Regions from separate parts of the Mus musculus genome. Here region 1 is linked to region 2. The links are chromatin contacts, called in public Hi-C maps. All regions are on one chromosome and are shown on one strand. The core of a region is the stretch at or near the end of the contact, and the rest is flanking DNA. Distances in the headings are between cores, read along the strand shown.

What was found. Hi-C and Micro-C count contacts between places; a contact is called where the count stands out from the background.
Region 1: a Hi-C map of the HPC-7 cell line shows a contact between it and region 2, with 6 times the contacts expected there. The contact joins two enhancer-like sites. A contact is called at or near these places in 4 of 39 promoter capture datasets (the C10 cell line, HPC-7-derived erythroid cells, embryonic stem cells and 1 more) and 3 of 484 Hi-C or Micro-C datasets (the HPC-7 cell line, bone marrow-derived macrophages and uterus).

What each region holds. Positions count from the first base shown.
Region 1 is chr8:82,386,253-82,389,497 of GRCm38.p6, reverse strand. All of the region lies in intron 1 of Il15 (interleukin 15), which reads left to right. Among named protein-coding and RNA genes, the nearest start is that of Il15, 15 kb to the left of the region's middle. Within about 2 kb of position 1,682, at least 19 of the 459 cell types and tissues checked have an H3K27ac peak or open chromatin away from gene starts, as enhancers often do. A contact at or near this core is called in the HPC-7 cell line, where this site is marked.
Region 2 is chr8:82,841,869-82,845,200 of GRCm38.p6, reverse strand. No RefSeq gene overlaps it. Among named protein-coding and RNA genes, the nearest start is that of Gm31545, 6.0 kb to the right of the region's middle. Within about 2 kb of position 1,315, at least 17 of the 459 cell types and tissues checked have an H3K27ac peak or open chromatin away from gene starts, as enhancers often do. A contact at or near this core is called in the HPC-7 cell line, where this site is marked.

The sequences.
Region 1 (3,245 bases), core at 433-2,932, 460 kb after region 2:
TGGTGAGATCATATGGCTTTTGAGAAATCTTAGTGTATTCCTTATTTTTAGGATGAAGAAGTGAACTAAAATCCCCTAGGAGCATACTTTGACCCAGGATGCAGGCAGAATACATGGATTCATTATTAGAAATGTGAATGTTTTAGAATATAGAATACATAATAAAACCAACCCAGGGCTGTCTAATATTTTATGCCACATTTTATTATAGAGTGGGCAGATTTGCAATTACAAAGAAAATGCTTTCATAAATGAAAGGAAATTGAAATACGGCAAACCCTAATCTCTAAATTCATTCGAACAGGGCTCTTTTGGTTTTCTTAATTCTCATTGCCAAGTATTTTAGAAACAATTCAACAGAAGAGGATAAGGGAACTTTACAAAACTAGGCTTGCTGTTGACATGCAATTTATCTACTGCCTCTTCTCACAAGAATATTAAAGATTAAATATATCATCTTAGAATTATAATGTCACAGTGTGAGTCCAATGATGATTTACAAATCTATAGTTTATAGCTTTAGATGTTATCTCTTGTAAAGCAATGCCCTAGTGGTTGCTTGTGAAGAAACATAAGACATAATTTTGCTGAGGTCTTGTTTGACTTGGCATGAATATACTTATCTTACTAACCTTGGCCTTTCTTAACCCCAGCCACTGTTATTTACCAACTAGGTCCTCCAAGCTGTGGATTTTAGTTCTGGAAGGCTAACATCAGGGCAGTTCTGCTGAACAATAGTGCCTATTTACTGATCACTCTCTCTGTGTATGGTTCTCTGCCAAGTTATGTGAGAGACAGACATAAGTAATCATGAAACTCTCCAGAGATGTATTATCTAATGGGGCAGTTAGTAGCTGTCAATCTAGAGTTGAGTACCCTTGGTGTAGAATGACTGACTTTAAATGCATTGTTTTCCTTCACAGACAGGCATCAGGACATGCTGCCCTTGTTAGGAATGTACTGGTTCATCCAACATCTTCTTCTCCTGTGTGTCTGGTTTTTATCCCTGACACATATGACTCAAATAGTCTGTTCAGTGCTGTCATTTAGAAGGTGATAGAATGGGTTTGAACTCAGGTCTCACTTTAGATTCTGCATTCTTCATACGAAGACTATTATTTGCTAGTAGTTCTCACAGGTAATAATCAACATTTATAAAAATGTGACTAGGAGAATGTAAACTTCCATAATTTATATATGAAAGCTATGTAAAACAAGAAATTACTAAAACTTACTAGAGAGTTCAGCAAGTTTACTAGAGAGTAAGTTTATGATATTTTTCAACAGTAAATTATCACTAGCTAGCATAATACATTAGTACAGATCATACAACATCTCCCAGCAGAGACACAACAATTCTCCATGACAAATTGTGGTTTGAAGACTGAATAGATAACACAGAACAACAACAACAACAACAAAAAAACCTGTCAGTACATTCTTAGTAATGAGGGAAAAAAAAAAAAAGCTAATGTCAAGCTCCAAAGGGAGTAAAGATAAATGAGACCCTTCAAAATTGGAGAACTGTATGCTTAAAAAGGTATAGTAAATATTGAATTTAATACAGAAATGTGAAGAAATATTCTTGGAAGCTAATGAGGATAGAACATTGTTTCAACCTTAAAGGAAGTGCTGAAGACAACGATAAGAGCATGTTTAGACAGGATACTTATGGTCTGCCAGATAGTGCAAAAAGGAGAGTGCTGTTAGCAAAAGTGTCAAGGAGGAAGTTAGATAACTGAGCTATTGTGGGTTAGAATAAGGAGAATTACTCTGGAACACTGGTTGGTTCTGACCCTTAAGCTCTCTATTTGCAAACAGTAGATTGAATTCATAGCAGTGTGATAGCATTTTGAATCATAGTATTGATGCTGTAGGATGGCTAATTATAAGCTGTAAAACAGCAATTCAAAAATCTACTAATAAGTACACCTTTATATATAGTCAATTCATGTAGAGTTGCAAGACTAACCATCACAATCCTACTTAATTGGAACAAGTTGCCTTCATCTCGGAACTAAAGTTTGTGTGGGCAGCTAGCATAATGCTCACATATTCTTGGTAGCTAAGTAAACTCTAGTAGATAACTAATGTGTGTTGGGGAGAGGGTGTTGCATGTAGCTTTCCCTACCTTGCCTAAGGTCTGGGAATGGACTGTGTTACCAGACCCCACCCAGTTTTCCTTGAATCCATGGATAAAATACATATACGCTGCTCATTTTCAACTTGCCTTTTGGCACAATTGCTGGGTACTATTATCTTCCACCTGGAAAAGTGTGCCCTTATTAATAGTCTTATCTCTGCACCTCCCACCTGCCCTAAACTTTAGTGGCTCAGATACATCTAGTCCCTAGTAAACATCCCTGACCACCCACCTGTGTGAGTGGCCATTCCTCCTGAGACCTCACATGGCTGTTTAGCTTTTCTCTCTCCAAAGCATGATGAGTTGTACCTGTCTCTTTTCCTCTAGGGACCTGGACGTCCTGTCTATTCCTCCTCCCCCGACCCCCAAGCCCCCAGCAATTGTCTCGAGGCTTCTTTACTGACAGATCAAGAACCAACTGGGGAACAGCAAAGGCCCCGGGGCAGGGGGGACAAAACACATTGTTGAACCCAAACTTTATCTCACTGTGTAAATCTATACAATGCACTTAATTTCTGTGTGTTTTCTTTTCTGAAAAAAAAAAAGAAGATGATTAGATGAAATTCTTGGGCTGCTACATCTGATATTCTGAAGAAAGAAAAGACTTGGCAATATATGCTGTGGTGGTCAACTATGACTTTATGTATGGTACTTCAACACTGAATTAGGGTCACCTCCAATATAATTTCTGTATTTCAAAGATAAGTTGTCTAAGGCCATGAAGCTACTTGAAGACAGAACTAAAATGTATATTCATGTTTCTTGGCTTCCCATCTCCTTCATAGTTCTGACAATGTTGATGAGGATCCAGATTTTATAAAAAATTCTTCAGCTTCAATGTGATAAAGCTACCATTATTTTAGTAACTTAATTGTGAACATGGTAGCCTTCATGAGAATATAATAGAAGATGGTGAATCCTCTATCATTGTTCAGAGAACAATCCACAGACAGAGATTCTGCCTTTTTAGAAACAAATTCTTGTAAGCAAATGTTAGGGGTATACTGGATGCTACTTGCCTAGAAGGCTATGGCCCGTGCTTACATGGGGATGATTTATGTTATGCTTTTACATGGCATATGAATTCTATAAAACTGTGTTG
Region 2 (3,332 bases), core at 66-2,565:
GGCTGAGTGCTCAGCTCTAACTGGGGCATCTGCATTGCCTGTCCCTGCCATGAGCACCATCACCAAGGCTCAGGGAACATTGCAGAAGAGGAGGAGAGGATGGAAGAGCCAGAGGATGGGAGAGTGCTGAGAGATGCTGCCTTCTGGACAGGATGTGGCTGTCGTAGTCATGAAATCCCAGCAGCTGTTGTTACCAGTGCAAGACCTACTGAAGGCAAAAGCAACCAGAGGAGAGTTACAGCATAGAATTCAGATTAGTCAATGGCACCACTTGCTATGGAGCTATGACAATGGCTGGAGAAGGGAGGATCATTCTTTATTGAGTATGTGACCCCTGGTAGAATCCCTATGCTCCAGTGGATGGCTCCATGCCTATGTGTGAATAAGTAGCATTAACTGAACTCTTTGGTTATAACCAAACAAAAAAGACATGAAGTTGAAAACAGGTATGTTTGGAAGTATGGAGATAATGGAGTGGGTAGATAGAATGTTTTATTGTATCATGTACAAAATTCTCAAAAATAAAAAAAATAATTCAAGTGCTTTCTGCTTTTCTCTCTGTCCCCTTAGGCATGTTGTCAGAGCATCCTCTTGTGGTTATAGACAGCAATGAAGCAACAACACATTGAAAAAAAGAGAGCACATAATGCCACTGTCAGGAATACCAAGAGCAGAATTAGTCTGGGGGGGGGGAGGAGACCCCTAATAGCTTATCCAATACAAATACAAAGTTGCTAGTCATGGAATCATGGAATCATATGTAGACAAGTATATGTCCAACGTTATATGGGCTGAGCAAAGTGTGTTTATACATTTGGAAATATGTGTGTGTGTGAGAGAGAGGGGGGATAGGGAGAGGGAGAGGTGAGAGAGTGTCAGAGAGAGAGAGAGAGAGAGAGAGAGAGAGAGAGAGAGAGAGAGAGAGAGAGAGAGAGAGAGAGTAATGACAAAGAAATAGAGGCTGTGGATTTGAAAAAGAGCAAATGTTGGAGGGAGGAAAGAAGCAGGGGAAATATTTAATTTTAACTTCAAAATTAAATAGATAGATAGATAGGTAGATAGATAGGTAGGTAGATAGATAGTAGCAATAAAAGGGATTCCTAGGATGGCCATTTAAACCACTGCTCTTGAGAAAACTTCTGATCCCACCAGCTCAGGTTTGAGCTTTTAACTGCAGTCAAATTTGGTTGCTGAGGAAGAAGGAGAAATATGGGTGACCAGGTGACTAGAGAGCCAGATTAATGGGGAACCAGCAAGCAGTGGTAGCCCACAAGGTTTGGCTTCAACAGAATCAGGAAGACATTGATTTTGCTTCCCAGTGCCCTTGGCCTCCACTTGTTTAGTTTTGAGGAAGTGCCCTATCCTGTAGGGCTGTAAAAGGCAGCCTATTTAGGTTGAATGAGGCTTGCTCCAGCGACCCAGTAGGAAACTCTACAAGGGACAGAACAGTGACCCACATTTCCAGAGACAGATGCCTGACACCACAGAGCCCCCAACTCCATAATTCTGTGACGATAAGTCACATAGACAATGTCCCAAGCTTGTGGTATTCTGGCTAAACTCCACCCCCACATTTACCTGAATATAGCCAGGTATGTACCTCCCCATAGTTACCTGGCAACAGCAAGGTAGCCCAGCCCACTATAAAAGGGGCTGCTTGGCCCCTTCTCCCTCTTTAAGTTCTCACCTTTCTTACTCTCATCTGTAGCCCTCTTTCTCTCTTTCCCTCCCCCACCCTCCACATGGCCATGGCCAGCCTCTCTCCCTCTTTCTACCTTCTCTCCTTCTCTCTGCCTTTCTACAACAAAGCTCTAAAACCATAGACTCTCCCTGCTCATCAAGGTCTGCCATGCTAGAACAATGGCATAGGCTTTCCCCTAAAGAACCTCTTCTAACCTCCTGCCAGAAGGCCTTCCTGCGTTCCAGCCACGGACCAGACCAAGGTCTCTCAGCCGCGTGGGAATCAACCAGCACCCCCTCTTTCCCTGCCCTATCCTCCCTTCCACCCTGGCGCTGACCAAGCCTTCCCCGGGGCCCCCATTTTGTTCTTAGCTCTTCTGTGGTGACCAGTGGTGTCTGGGATGCCCGAGAGTGAGAATCTGTTATCTCTGGCCTCTTTGAGGCCCAGAGACCTAGGACTACCCTTTGTCCACCCCCTACCCCCCACCATGGGCTGGGTCCATAGCTTCCCACAGCCAGACACCCACCTGGGGCCATGTGGAAAGCATGTGGCAGTCCTCCACGTCTGTCTGCCCAGAGCACCAGAACTCTCTGGCAGGATGCAGGTTTTCCCCCAATCCCTTTATTCTCCCATGCCCACTGCCCCACACTACCCCCCCTTCTTGTGCCCAACTGTTCTATTGCCCATCTCTATACTGAATCTGTATGTCCTAATAAGAGTCAGGGTATGATTCATGACATGGAGGAAGAAGGTATACGCATAGCACCACATTACCACCCCTTGTTTGCAAATGTACACTCTTACACACAGTTGCTCAAAAGGGCGCTGAGATGCTCAGGGCTCAGGCCAGAGATAAAGCATCTAACATGGGGGTCTGGTTCATCATGGTATGCTACCTCTAAGATAGCACCTATGCTCAGAATTGTACCAACCACCCCATGTCACTCTGTAGCTTCTTGTTAAATAATAGAAATAGCATCTAAAATCTAGACAAGAGACTTCCTAGAGATGCTCCCCACCCCCATAGCCCCCACTCCCCACCCTGACCCCCTGGTGGGGGCTTGCTCCCAGGACTCAATGTGGGTGATCTTAGCCAAGATATCCAACAGTGGGGATATGGAACCTGAAGAGACCACCTCTGGTAGCCAGACAGGGCGCCCAGTGGAGAGATGGGGACACCAATCTACCTACAAAACTTTGGACCCCAAATTGCTCCTGTCTAAAAGAAATTCAGGGACAAAAATGGAACAGAGGCTGAAGGAATAGTCGACCAGTGACTTGGAATCCACCCCATGGTCAGGTATCAATCCATGACACTATTACTGATGCTCTGTTGTGTTTGCAGACAGAAGCCAGGCATGGCTCTCCTCTGAGAGGTTCCACCCAGCAGCCGAGTAAGACAGATGCAGACACCGACAGCCAAGCACTGGATGGAGGTTGAAGACTCTCATGGAAGAACTGGGGGACAGATTGAAGGAACTGAATGGGGTGGCAACTTCACAGGAAGACCAACAGTGTCGACTAACCTGGACCCCTGGGAGCTCTCAGAGACTGAGCCATCAACCAAAGAATGTACAGGGATGGGGGCCACGCACTCATAGGCAAAGGGGGTAGGGGATGAGGGGATGAACTCTGCTGGGGGGACCAGGAG